Linked DNA regions of Mus musculus: regions 1 and 3 are each linked to region 2. A link is a contact called in public HiChIP or PLAC-seq and promoter capture Hi-C data. All regions are on one chromosome and are shown on one strand. Each heading gives the region's core, a stretch centred on a gene start, on an enhancer-like site or on the middle of the called end of the contact. The rest is flanking DNA. Distances are from core to core; before and after follow the strand shown. Region 1 holds the start of Nkx2-1 (NK2 homeobox 1). Region 2 overlaps Brms1l (breast cancer metastasis-suppressor 1-like). Region 3 holds the start of C87198 (expressed sequence C87198).

Region 1 (4,342 bases), core at 436-2,935, 680 kb after region 2:
CCTTAATTGGCTTGAGTGGAGGCTCGGGGGCTGCCTCGCGTTTGTTTTAGCCCGGCGCCAGGTTTTAGGCAGCCACCAGAGGCGGGGCATAAGCGCTAAAGCAACAAGACAATAGAAGCCTACATCTTGCCCGAGATAATTAGCTTACATGCTGATGACAAGGTAAACACCTTTAAGCTTCACTTGTCAAGATTTTTAGGTCTCAAAGAGAGAAAGAAGGAGAGAGGGAGAGAGAGAGAGAGAGAGAGAGAGAGAGAGAGAGAGAGAGAGAGAGAGAACCAAAGCATTACTTTCCCCCTCCCTTGGACACCCCCACCCCCATTTTTGTGGGGTGCCTGTGGCGCGCGAGGAAAAGGCGGGGGGGGGGGAAGGAGGAGGGAACCGAGAGCGGGAGGGCCAGAGGTGGGGTAGAGAATAACCTAAGGGGAGGGATGGAAAGGAGAACGGAAGGTGAATACTGCTTTGCAACCAACTTGGGGAGTTACAAAGTGGAACCGCGGTCCAATTTGGTCGGGGTTCCGAGGTCAGGGGCTGGCCTTTGGGGGAGAAGGGGGCTGAGGAGCAGGGAGCGGGATTTCACCTGAGCCTGCCGGGGCTGCTCCTCCCTCCCGCTGCGGCCTCCCAGCCCCGCGCCTTCCCACCGCCTCCGGACCACATCGGGCTTCGCTGCGCTGAGCCCCAGTCACCACCAAAAGAGTGTGCGAGTCTGGGGATGAACCCTGGGGCTGCACTGTTGGTCTATGTGTCTGTCAGTCTGTCTGCTTCTTCTGCCGCCGCCGTCAGAGGGACACCTCTGCTCCCCGCCCCCTTTCCCCTTACCCGAGAGAATCCCAGCGGGCGGAGGGGGAGCTGAGTAAGGGAACGACTGCCTCCGGGAGGCTGTCACCGATCCCCGCGCCACCCCCCACCAAGCTCCTGGCTCCCTAGCGGACCAGCCCCCCCAGCCCACCCCACCCCGCCGCTCCCTTTCTCCACCCCTTTTGCCGGCCCAGGCAAGTACACCGCTGGCCCTCTGAGCTACGAGGCTAAGGGTGCGGGGGATTAACAGGAGAGTCCACCACGGAAGTTGCCCCATCTCGAACAAACCTGGTGCCCCTGACCCTTGCCCATGGCCTGGATACTTCGGCTTCAGAAGCTGATGCTGTCTTTCCGAGGACATCCCAGTCCCAGCACCCCAGCTCAGATCCCCGCAGTTTTCCCTTCCGATGCTTCAGTGAAAGCCCGGGCGGGGAGCCGCGTGAGCGCCCGCAGATCCGTTGCAGAGTGGAACTGAGTCTGAACCCGGGTGGAACTCGTTGTCCGGGAGGAGGCGAATATCTCGACGCCCGCAGCCCAGCGGGCGGGAGGCTGGGCTGAGGCTCGCCTCCTCCCGGAGCTCAGCCATGCAAAAGTGCACTTGCTTCCCCGGGAATAACCAAATATCTTTGTCTAAAGTGGCGGCGTAAATGGCCGGTCGCTTTGTGGCCACGCTGGATATTAGTAGATGAGGATCATTCTGCTTCAATTGGGCGCCTCTCATCCGGCTAGGAAGAAACTGCTTAGGAGGAAGTGGGTTTCCTGTCTGAGCGTTCCCAGGCTTCAAGTGTGAGCCCCGCGCCTTGAGGGTCCTTGGGCGCCTGGCAAGGGGGAGCTGTGGGCTGTGCTCCCTAGCGGGCCCGGGGGCGTCAGCCTCATTGCTGTTACCAGGTCAGGATCAGCAGCTAAGTGGGTTACCCAGCCAAGCCCTGCATGGCACAGATTTGGAGACCACCTCCGTTTTTTTTTTTTTCTCCTTGGAATTTAAGCGTTTTCGTTATTGTTTGTTTTTGTTTTGGCTTTGCTTGTCTGCTGTTCGAGCTTTCTTGGAGCGCTAGAGGCTGGGAGGGCGGAGTGCTTCCTGGCCCGGCAGGTGCCTCCTAGACACTTCGGCGGCCAGTCAAGGAGGCTTCTTGATTTTGGTTTTTGTTTTCACATTTTCTTTCCCCTCCTTGTAGTGAGGGAGCTCCCGATAATGAACAAGCAGTTTTGAACTACTTAATTCAGCAGGGTAGGCTCCTTTCCATTAATAGCAATTATAGTATGGAAAGTTGTTTTATTTGCTTTTTAAGATCTCTCCTTGAAGAGTGCTCTCTACTCCCTCAACACAAAGCCGACGACTAAACTAACATTAGCTTTCCTCACCACCTACCTCCATCGTGAAGGGAAGGAAGGCTCTGGGCATCAGCGGGCCTCCCATCTGGGCCCGCATTTTCGAACCGCCCCCGAGGTGGCTTTGAAGCAGGGAACCCCGACTTTAAGCGGCCAGGTGCGTTGTGTCTCTGTAGCTAAGGACAAGTGGAAAGCAGAGCTCTGCGCTCTCCTTTCCCAGGGACTTCTCTGGGGGGCGCTCTCAAGATGAGCTACAGCACTTTGGTCTACAGTGTCGAGAGTGCAGGGAGGGGAAGCCACGCTAGATCAAGTGAACGGCAGAAAGGGCAGGCAAAGCATAATGCAGACCTAGTCTGAAGGCGCGACCCAGATCTGCTAGCATTGGGAACGGGATCGTCTTAGGAAGTCCCTGGTCCTCCGTCTCCATTTAACCCCGTTATTTTATAATTGTTGGTGGTCATAGGAACACCAAGGGTAGAGTGTCATTTGTCTCTCCCGGTTTTAGTGCCACTTACAGAAGGAGGTAATTCTTCAGAAGGTTTTTTGGTGAGATTTAAGCAAAATCAGGCACATCAAAACACGCCCAAAGCTTTGAGGGAAGAAAATTAAGCTCACTAACAAGGTCGATATTTCTGTGTCTGTGGTTAATATCAAATCCATTGCTTCTTCGGGGGGCCTGTTAGTCTGGAGTGAAAGGTTTGTTCAATCTTCTACAGTCTCTGAGCCGTGCAGCCCGGACCTTCAAAAACACCAGCAGGTGGCCAGTTTGGGAGAATGTACACAAGCTGCATCTTAGCCCTACTGTAACTAGGGGCCCCCATCCCCAGCCGCACAGCACTAGGTGAGGGGCTGAGCTTCAGTCAGAGTTCGAGGGGAGTGATGCCTGGCAACCCCCATGCTTTACCCTGAAGGGGAGGGGAACTGGACTGAGCTTCAAACTTCTCCTGCTGGCACCAATGCCAACAGCTCCCATCTAGAACTGGGGGTGAGGGGCTCTGTTGCACTCTGTGACTTGAACCAAATGAACTTCCCATACTTCTGCCCCTTCATAAACATCCACCATTCTGGATTATTTCCCATGAGCACTGACATCCACAAGAGTAAGCCAGAATTCTCAAGAGCCTTTGGGGGCCTGGGGGGGGTGTTGGGTGGGTGGGTGGGGAGCCACCTATTTATCTCTGAACTCATCCATGCAAAGATCTTGAGAATTCTCACCAGGTTAGTCTTTCTGACTAGAGAGCATGCTGCCTCTCTGACTCATCTTGAACAGGACCCACTCGGGTTAAACCAGAGATATTTTTTTCCCCTCTTGTAGCTGTGGATTAATTCTTAAAAACCTAGTCCACCCCTCATGGCTGGTGCCTCCTGCGCTGTCAGTAGACTGGCCTTGTGGCTAGCAGGACAGAGCTCAGCCCTCATAAGGTTATTCCCTGGTTCAGCCCCAAGGGTCCTCTTTAATCTCACTAGTTAGGAATCAAAGGGCTGCAGAGACTCAGGCTTCACCAGAAGAAGAGCAGAGTAACCATTAGTCTTTGCAGCAGTGTAGCAGAGGGACACTTCCTTCTTCCCCTCCAGTGTCTCTTTGAAAGCTCACTGGTAGAACGCTAGAGAGAGGATGTCCAAACCAGATCTACCACTTGCCACCTACACCTCAGCTTGCTTACTTCCAACTCCCATGAAACCCTTCACATCTGCCAAGGGCACTAGATGTGCTTCTTCTAATGCTGCAAAGTTCAAAATGTTATCTTACAATTCATGATTCACTTAGCAACTACTCTTGGAACCCATGCTGTATCCGATATTTGGTAGGCTAGGTCAGAGTATTTAGCCATTAACGACCTATCTATGGCCGGTCTCCACCTGAAGCTTCCATATTAGCACTAGATCACTGCAGTGATGTATAATTACTTTGTAACAAGCATTGAGAAAGGGGGCGTGTCCCAGTGAAGTTTTGTGTCCTGGATTAGCTAGGTTAGTGCTGGGGGACTTGGGGGGGGGGGTGGAGATGCCCTGGAGTAGAGCTCAGAAATCTTGGTGTCTGAGACCTGGCTTTACCACTTTCTGATTATGTGAGCTCCCACCATCCCCTGGAGCAAATCCCTTCATACATGCACATGGACACCATACATGCACATGGACACGTGCATGAATGTGTGCATACACACTGTATGTGGGGATGTGGTAGAAGCCTGCCTCATACAACTTCCTACTTTGC
Region 2 (4,672 bases), core at 738-3,237:
CTTAGCACCACAAAAATATAAATCCATGAATAAAATAGACAATGAGTAAATAAATAGGTAGGTAGGTAAATCAATCGATTGATAGATAGATAAAACCAATGGGGGCTAGAAAGGTGGCTCAGCAATTAAGAACACTGACTCTTCTTTCAGAGAACCCAAGTTCTACTCCTAGCATCCATATTTCAGCTCACAACCATTTATTTGCAACTCCCTTCCAAGGAATCCATCACCCTCTTCTTGCCTCCTCAGACTCCAGACATGCAGATGGTGCACATGCAGGCAAGACACTCTTACATAAAAATAAATAATAATGATAGTAAAATTAATCACTGTCTTACCAGGTCAGGTTAAAACTCAGGGCTAAAAGGTCTAATTGTTTATAATTATATACCACTGTAGCTCTTTTTATAAAAACGCCATAAAAATATATAAATATAACACAGAGGGCCTTTCATAAAAGCCTATAAGGCTGAGCATGGTAGAGAAGGTGTGTAACTCCAGCTCCATGGATGGTTGAGGCAGTACGATACCAGGTTAACGGGCTACCTTTTCTCCAGACTGATCTCGGGGTCAGCATGAACAACTTAGTAAGATTCTGTCACAAACTGAAAGTCAAAGCTGGCTGCTATAGGTCAAGTGGTAGGCACTTGCACAGCATGTACAAGGCCCTAGGTTTAATCGCTGATATGAAGTTAGTGAGGGGACAAGCCGCTAACAGAGTCACAAGCCACTCACCACAACATTACTTCAAGTCAATACTGGAATATTATAGATATGAGCATCTTACGAAATCTATCATAAGACAAGACTTCTTGTGGGGAAAGTTGGGGAAGGCCACACACACTCTTATAGGTAGCAGGTCTGTGTGTCGATTGTGAGTTCTTCTGATACAGATTGCAAATTTAATCTGCACAAACCTGAAGGTTATACTGTATGTATCTTCTAGTGGTTTGTTTATCTATCTACCTATTTATTTACTGTCCATTTTATTCATGGATTTATATTTTTGTGGTACTTAGGATTGAACAAGAGCCTTTAACATGCTAGGTAAGCACTCCCCATTAGACTTCATCCTCTCCCCGTCTTGTCGGTTTTAGCAAGTGAGTCTGATGTAGTTAATCTATCCTTTTATACCTGAGTTATCATACTACATTTTTGTAAGTCAATCTATTGCTTTAGTATATTCTAACTGAAATATATTTATTGAGTTGCTTTAAATGGCTCTAAAATTTGTATCTAAATATTTTTTGCGATATATTGCTGTATTTAATATGATGTAGATACAGTAAAACCCAATATGATCTATTTTACTTAATTAAAAATTTTATTTATTTTTTTTAATTCGTGTGTGCGCGCTCCTGTGCGCATGTGTGCATGCGTGCGCGTGTCTGTGGAGAGCATCAAACCTCCTGGAGCTGGAGTTACAGATGGCGTTGAGTTCCTAGCTGGGCGCTGAACCTGGGTCCTCTGCAAGAGCAACAAGTGACCTGAGCCATTTCTCCGGCTTCAATTTAGATATTCTTAAGCAGGATGCTATTTTACTTAGTTAAGTCTATTTTTATAACTGACCCCTGGTTTTATTTCTTTTATATACTGAAAATTTTTCTTCAAAAATTTTAATTTGGGGGCTAAGATGTAGCTCAGAGGCGAGCACTTATCTAGCATGTACACACCCTTGCTTCAATTCTCAGAACAGGGGTGTGTGGTGGGGGAGGCAAAAATAATTTAGAAAAATGAAAAAAGCAAATGCAACAACCATTTATTAAACCAAACCAAAAACCAAAACCAAACCAAAGCCACCATATATTAACGTATGCTAAATCATTTGGTATTGCTAGTTAAGATAAACTGGTATTTCTTTCTTTTCACTTAAGTATCATGTTTCTTTCCAGAGTGAAAAGCTTTTGTTATATGATACAGTCCAGAGTGAGCTTGAGGAGAAGATAAGAAGGCTTGAGGAGGACAGGCACAGCATCGACATTACCTCAGGTCAGGGCTGCCGTGTGATGTGGTGTCCCCAAAAGCCTCAGTCTTCTCCAGTGGATGCTATGCAAATGCAGTGTCCTAGCTGGAGGGAGCAGGGGGGACTTCGGAAGAGCGAGATGAAGTAGAGGTTGTTCCTTGGATTCAGAGGCACACTCTAGAAAAGGGACAGACCAGCAGTGTGACAGGAGCTAGCCACGGGACTTGCTGGAAGACAGCTTCCTGTGTTCTTCCAGGCGAGTGGGTAAATGTTTCAGGGCGGTAGGTGTTTGCCTTGGAGAAAGGAAACCCTGCTGTGATGATTAGACCCAGTCAGTGTGAAGTGTGGCCATTTCAGGATGACTTAGGGAAGTTTTCTGTTGGGCACTGGCAGTTTTACTAGATTGGCCCACAGTTCTTGAGTAGGTATTACTGGTTTTGTCTTGATTTTGCTTCTTTGCTATAGTTGGGGCAGATGTGGTGAGATCAGTGTGGGTGCTTTGCTCATGAGTTAGGTGTCTGTGGACAGTTGACTAGTCTTTCTAAGTGGGTGTCCTTGTATGGAAAACTGAGGTAAAAAGCATAGCTACACCTACCTCAGGGCAGCCACTAGAGAGACGGCTCAGAGGGGAGGCGCTTGCCTCCAGGGCGGGCAACCTGAATTTGATCCCCAGCACCCATGCGGTGCAAGGAGAGACCACACCCTCCTAAGCTGCCCTCTGACCTCCATGTGTAAGTTGTGGTGTGCAAGCGTGCAGGCAACACACGCTATGTATAAGTAAATACGTGTAAAAAAATGAAAAGGAACCACCTCTGAGTGCAGTTCCCTGGAGATTTGTATGTAAAGAAGCAGTAAATGTGAAAGTCTGCGCTGCCCGTTCTTCCTGTGGCCGCTGGAAAGGAGCTCACGCGCTGATTCCCTTGCAGAGCTGTGGAACGACGAGCTTCAGTCACGGAAAAAGAGGAAGGATCCGTTCAGCCCCGACAAGAAGAAGCCGGTCGTTGTCTCAGATATCCTTTCCGCACTCTGGGTTTCCACACTGTGGAAACCATTTCGGCACGGGGTGGAGGGGACACGGCGGCTCATGGTGCACTGTGGTCAGTTTGTACAGGCGCTTTTGAGGCAAGGTCTTGTATGTAGCCCAGGCTGGCCTTGAACCCATACTCTTCCTGCATCAGTTCACTGGGTCTGTGATGTTCTTGCTGCAAGTTGACCTTGACGCCTCAACGTCCATATATAGTTTATATGCTGCAGGATCTCGACATTCTTGAGGACTGGACGACAATTAGGAAGGTATGGTTGGCGAATGGTGCGGCAGAAGTGCATTTTTAAAAAAATTTTTTTTATTAGATATTTTCTTCATTTACATTTCAAATGCTATCCCAAAAGTCCCCTATACCCTCCTCCCACCCTGCTCCCCTACACACCCACTCCCACTCTTGGCCCTGACATTCCCCTGTACTGGGGGCATATAAAGTTTGCAAGACCAAGGGGCCTCTCTTCCCAATGATGGCCGACTAGGCCATCTTCTGCTACATATGCAGCTAGAGACATGAGCTCTAGGGGGTACTGGTTAGTTCATATTGTTGTTCCTCCTATAGGGTTGCCCTTCAGCTCCTTGGGTATTTTCTCTAGCTCCTCCACTGGGGGCCCTGTGTTTCATCCTATAAATGACTATGAGCATCCACTTCTGTATTTGCCAGGCACTGTCATAGCCTCACACGAGACAGCTATATTAAGTTCTTTCAGCAAAATCTTGCTGGCATATGCAATAGTGTCTGGCTTTGGTGGCTGATTATGGGATGGATCCCCCGTTGGGGTAGTCTCTGGATAGTCCATCCTTTCGTCTTAGCTCCAAACTTTGTCTCTGTAACTCCTTCCATGGGTATTTTATTCCCTATTCTAGGGAGGAATGAAGTATCCACACGCAGAAGTACATTTTTATACTCTGCCTTTTAAGAGTATATCAATATATGAAAATGAAATTGTTGGAAATATGCTTTGCTTAACATGGGCTGTAGAATATTGTAAGAATTAGAGACATGTCAGTAATTTGTATTTTTTCCTGTAATAGTGTATCAATTTATACAAGAGTATGGAATAGCGTATGTTTAGTTTGCCTAGAGTGTTAGGGTTCAGAGCTTTTCTGTTTCTGGTGTATAGAAGGCACCTAGTAAACATTTTTTGAATGAATGCATTGAACCTATGTGCTTTATATTATATTAATAACTATTGAGGTGTGACTCTTTGATGCTTGTTTAAGAATGGAGCTGTGTATCTTGTCATCTTTTTACTTTTTATTTATTTCTATTACCATTTTTATTTTTTATTTCACTCAGACTGCCCTAGAAGTCACTTGGTAGCCCCTGTTGTCTTTGAACTTGAAAGCCTCCTTTCTTGGCCTTCTTGGGAATTGGGTTACAAGGTTTGAGGCTTGCTTTCCTATTAAAAATTCTCATTTTGGGGCTGGAGAGATGGCTCAGTGGTTAAGAGCACTCACTGCTTTCCAGAGGTCCTGAGTTCAATTCCCAGCAACCACATGGTGGCTCACAACCAACTGTAATGGGATCCGATGCCCTCTTCTGGTGTGTCTGAGGGGAGTGGCAGTATATTCACATACATAAAATAAATATCTTTAAAATATAAAAAAATTGCCATTTTTATAAATTGTCCAGGGAACATATTTCAGCTATTAATAGTGGCTATGGA
Region 3 (4,670 bases), core at 46-2,545, 730 kb after region 2:
CCAGGTGCTTTGTTAGCAGGAATTAAAAAAAAAACAACTTTACACAACCCCACCTGAATTCTTTCAACTACAATGTAATGCAAAGAAAATCCGCGCTAATTATGAGCAGGAACATTATCTATTAATATGTTAATGAAGCAGGTTTGCTAATGGTGAAAGACCTGAATTTTAATAAAATCTTAAGAGCTCCTTGATTACGTGTTTGTTAGTCGATCTGATCATTTAAAATTATCTCTAGGTGGCTTTACATGGAATAAAACCTACATTAGAACTGTATTCTAAACAGGCCTTAATGAAGCAGGTGAGGATACCACCTGTGACATAAACACAGGCAGCCAGAAATTCACTTCAAAAGAAATGGAAACTAGTGAACACGAAACATGTTATCATACCTGCCAGTAACAGCTTTCAATGTAGGTAATTTATTTATGCATTTGCTTGCTAATTTTCTCAAACATATTTGCTTATGAAAATAATGTTCGATTGAATTAATGGATACTGCCTTTCAATATTGGAAGTGTTAGTTTTTCATAAAAGAAATATTCTAGTGTCCTGTTTGACAACAGCCCACACATACATGAAAGCTTTTATCCCAACCGATCCTAGATATCTTTTGAAGAAGACAGTAGTCATCAACTATCCAAGGCACCCAGAGTTGGTGTGTAGGGATATCAAAGGTGTGCCTCTGAATAGATGTGATCTTGTTCTGTGTTCTCCAAGATGATCTTGGCATCAAAGTGCCTAGTTGTCTGCATCTGCATCCGTAGAAGGTAGGGAAGGCACTTGGCAGCCTTAATTTTGCATATTAAAATCCTAAGGCTCCGATTAGTGGGTGAGTTTAGACCGAGATCCTGAATATCCCAGAGAGCAGAGCAAAACCCTCTGATGTAAGACCTGCCTCTGTGTGAGCCCAGGAGATGCAGGGGTGGATGGTCCCAGAAGCTTGCGTTCCAGGGCTTTCCTGCGGTGTAGCTGTGGCTCTTCCCTGTTCTGAATGAGCAGGTTACAACAGGGTTAAGTGAAGGAAGTGACATTAATACTAGAAGCCCCGAGTCAGTGATCAAGATCCCAAATGTAGGTGACTGTATTGGCTGATTTTGTGTCAATTTGACACAGGCTGGAGTTATCACAGAGAAAGGAGCTTCAGTTGAGGAAATGCCTCCATGAGATCCAGCTGTGGGGCATTTTCTCAATTAGTGATCAAGGGGGAAAGGCCCCTTGTGGGTGGGACCATCTCTGGGCTGGTAGTCTTGTGTTCTATAAGGGAGCAGGCTGAGCAAACCAGGGGAAGCAAGCAAGCCAGTAAAGAACATCCCTCCGTGGCCTCTGCATCAGTTCCTGCTTCCTGACCTGCTTGAGTTCTAGTCCTGCATCCTTTGGTGATCAACAGCAATGTGGAAAGTGTAAGCTGAATAAACCCAACTTGAGAGTTCTTGTTCATGATGTTTGGTATAGGAATAGAAACCCTGCCTAAGACAGCAAGTGACAAATGCTATTTCAAATAAAAACATATTTTTTTTAGAAATCAGAAAATAATTCAGAAGAAAACAAGACAGAGAGATGGAGGTAGAGGGTTTCATGTTGATAAAAGTAAGTCACTGAGCTTCAAGCTGCTGGCACGCATGGGTTCAGCTCTGGAAAGAAAAAGCAGTCTAATGTTTGTGCAGGAATAGAAACCCTGGCTAAGACAGTGACGTTGGGTCCCTATACTAAAATGAGCCCAGAATTAACTGAAGGAAGTAGGTGGTATGGAGTAAGGAAGAGCTGGGGCTTCTATCCCTAGCTTGTGATGCACAGGTTTGAAGAGTCTGGAGAGATGAGGTCACAGCTGGAAATCACTTTTGAAGATGGAACCCGGTCTGAGAAACCACCTGCTTCTTCCTTAGTGACTTTGTTCCTGCAGGTAACCATCCACATTCATCAGATTTATTTATTTACCAGGGTATTCATCTGATGGGTTCAAAATAACCCAGTATTTAATAATCATTAGAAATTATAATGAATGGTTGCTTACATTTTGGTATTGTATCTTTCTGGGATTTTCCAGGCAGCCCCCTTCTCCCTCCTTTAAGGTCAACATGACTCGGACTTCAGACAACTGGTCATCTAAACGGGTTCTACCTGGGCTCCTGGTGAGTTTCCTTGATGGCATGCTGCCCTCTAGAGGTTGAAGCAAACAGCACCGCAGAAATCAACGAGGGAGTGGTCTGCTGGCCTCACTTTTCTTAACAAAGATTCAGTCTTCATCAAATTTTATTTCAGCACTAGGAAAAAAAAATAAATCATAGAAAGTATTAGCTATTTTTAAAGGTCTTAAATCAGGTGACATCAGGCCATCAGATCTGGCCCACCCCACACATGTATATATACCTTCCTTATCTCCTTCCTCCCTCCCTTCCTTCTTCTTCAGATGGAGTGTGCAGCATTTGGCTAGCCTTCATGAGACCCTGGGCACCACTCCCAGTGCCTCAAAATAAAGTAAACAAACAATGCATTAAAACGCATCAATAAAAATCTGCCACGGGGAAGAGAGTGAGAGACATGTACACCCACCCAAAGCTCCCTACTTAGGGCAACAACCCCAGCTTTCACTGGTCTTTGCATGTGCTGTCATACTTAACTCTCAGCTCACTCTTATAGAGATATTAAAGACCACAACACAGCAGAAAACCGCAAAGCCTACATTTGAACCCAGTTTTCCTTATTTCAGAACTTATGCAGATTTTGTCAATAGGAAAACAGACTATCACATAGCATTTGAATGACTGTCTTTATTTGCTTCTGATTATATATAATAATCATGACTTTAGGGTTTTTTTTAAATAAAAAAGAGTTTATAGATTTAAAACTATGACAACCAGAGATTTTGCCATTTGACAATACATTTACCTAAACCTCAATTTGGCTAGCATAGTCAAGACAGACAGACATCCAAGTATGAAAAATGTGTATTGTTATATAGGTGATGGGCCAGGGGGAAAAGAAATTCCTAAAATCTGCAGTTAAAGAGACAAGCTTACAATATCAAAAGCTAGAAACACAAAGCAGAGTAAGAAAAATGACATTAAAAGTGAACTAATGGGGCTGGAGGGGTGGCTTAGCCATTAAGAGCACTGACTGTTTTTTCCATAGGTCCTAAATTCAATTACCAGCAACCACATGGTGGCTCACAACCATCTGTAATGGGATCCAATGCACTCTTCTGGTGTGTCTGAAGACAGCCACAGTGTACTCATACACATAAAATGAATAAAATCTTTTTAAAAAAGTGAACTGATGATAATGGGCAGGAAAGTGTTCACTACACGTTTTAGATCCCAGCACCAAATAAAAGCCAGAGACATGGCAACTTGTACCTGTGTAATCTCAGGATGCTCTCGTAGGCTTGGTAGCCAGATAATCCAGCCAAGTTAGTAAGCATTGGGTTTAGTGGGTTCGGTGTCAAAAACTAAAGTAAAGCATGATAGAGGAAGATGCCCGACATTGACCTTTGTTCTTCCGAAGCACACACACACACACACACACACACACACACACACAAACGCATATGCATGGGCATATACTCATGCCTACACCATACACATATGCAAGTAAATGATGATCTCTCACCTCCTAGTGCTTTCTGCATCACAGTGTGGCCTGGAGGGTGCTCAGCAGAGACACACACTTCCCTACTTCATCCTCATCCCCATCCCAAGCTCACTGAACTGCACAGAAGCAGAGACATCAGAGCAGGCTCTCGAGCCCTTTTTGCTGCCACAGAGGCTGTGTTAGTGGAGAGTAGTTAGGGTGGGAAAAAATCACAGCCAGAGTCCTTGGGGTAATAAATACGGTGGCTGACCCTTTCCATGTACAGTGCTGGGTGGATAAATCATACCGTCACGGAATCTCAGATGTGAAAAGAGCTTTGTGAGTTAGGCTTGTAATTCATCGAAGATGCACAAACTCTTGTCTAAAATCCCCAAATGGTTTGCAGGGCCTTGCCTGTATCCAGGACATTTCCTGGAATCTGCCCTTAGCATAACATCCATCCACACTCCCTCTGGCAGGTGTTAGGAGATTTGAAGGCAAATACTTACAGTTAGATGGGATTTCCCTAAATTCTGTCTTCTTCAGGGAAGAACACGTACTCCCTCCCTCACAGCTGGTACTGACCATCCTCCCCATTGACCATTTGCTCCTAAGACATCCTCAGAGTGCAGGAGCGCCAGCGATCATTCTGTGATAATGGGGTGATGTCATTGGTGAGTCCCACACTTTCTGGAATGTCTCCTGGCCATGGGGGTGGGGAAAGCAGTGCTGAGAAAGCTGTAAACAAGATAAATTTTAAAAGTTGTAGAGTCTCCTTTTGTGAAAGAAACTACAAGAGGAAGATAAAAATCTGCCATTTAATAGTCAAAGTTTCCTTGAGGAGTGGCAAGCTGCTTGTGAATGGACGCTGCTTAAAAAAATACACATGATATAAATTAGCCTTGTAGTGTATATGCATGTATGAAAAGGATGAGGGGGAGGGACAGGGGGAGGGGAAGGGGAGGGGAGGAGGTTGTTTTAGTTACTGTGATTACATAGCCGATTTTCCTGCTGGCTAACTTAGTGTATCCTGTTGCAATTTCAGGCCAACTTTCTGGGCCAGAACTCAATTAAAATTCTCTGGCGTTTGGGGCCATGAC

The links. Promoter capture Hi-C pulls out the DNA fragments that hold promoters and counts their contacts. HiChIP or PLAC-seq counts read pairs in DNA pulled down with a chosen protein or histone mark.
Region 1: an H3K4me3 HiChIP or PLAC-seq map of embryonic stem cells shows a contact between it and region 2, with 19 read pairs. The contact joins the promoter of Nkx2-1 here to the enhancer-like site in region 2. A contact is called at or near these places in 11 of 39 promoter capture datasets (3T3-L1-derived adipocytes, the SN4741 cell line, cranial neural crest and 6 more), 4 of 484 Hi-C or Micro-C datasets (LSK cells, cranial neural crest, embryonic stem cells and 1 more), 10 of 115 datasets of contacts at active chromatin or transcription factors (craniofacial prominence, embryonic forebrain, embryonic hindbrain and 6 more) and 1 of 9 other capture datasets (embryonic stem cells).
Region 3: a contact with region 2 is called in a promoter capture Hi-C map of embryonic stem cells, with 5 times the contacts expected there. The contact joins the promoter of C87198 here to the enhancer-like site in region 2. A contact is called at or near these places in 15 of 39 promoter capture datasets (the 3T3-L1 cell line, the C10 cell line, the HPC-7 cell line and 9 more) and 1 of 115 datasets of contacts at active chromatin or transcription factors (embryonic stem cells).

The regions. Positions count from the first base shown.
Region 1 is chr12:56,535,223-56,539,564 of GRCm38.p6, forward strand. Nkx2-1 (NK2 homeobox 1) reads right to left here and starts at 1,686. Exons shown (of 3, transcript NM_009385.3): 1 at 1,087-1,686. Gm26973 (a long non-coding RNA gene) reads left to right here and starts at 1,968. Exons shown (of 6, transcript XR_872771.2): 1 at 1,968-2,284.
Region 2 is chr12:55,858,199-55,862,870 of GRCm38.p6, forward strand. It overlaps Brms1l (breast cancer metastasis-suppressor 1-like), which reads left to right. Exons shown (of 10, transcript NM_001037756.3): 5 at 1,893-1,989; 6 at 2,890-2,973; 7 at 3,192-3,256. Among named protein-coding and RNA genes, the nearest start is that of Brms1l, 24 kb to the left of the region's middle. Within about 2 kb of position 1,988, at least 9 of the 459 cell types and tissues checked have an H3K27ac peak or open chromatin away from gene starts, as enhancers often do. A contact at or near this core is called in embryonic stem cells, where this site is marked.
Region 3 is chr12:56,589,764-56,594,433 of GRCm38.p6, forward strand. It overlaps C87198 (expressed sequence C87198), which reads left to right and starts at 1,296. Exons shown (of 5, transcript NR_046003.1): 1 at 1,296-1,403; 2 at 1,784-1,903; 3 at 2,048-2,132; 4 at 4,145-4,244; 5 at 4,616-4,670. All of the region lies in intron 2 of Gm26973 (a long non-coding RNA gene), which reads left to right.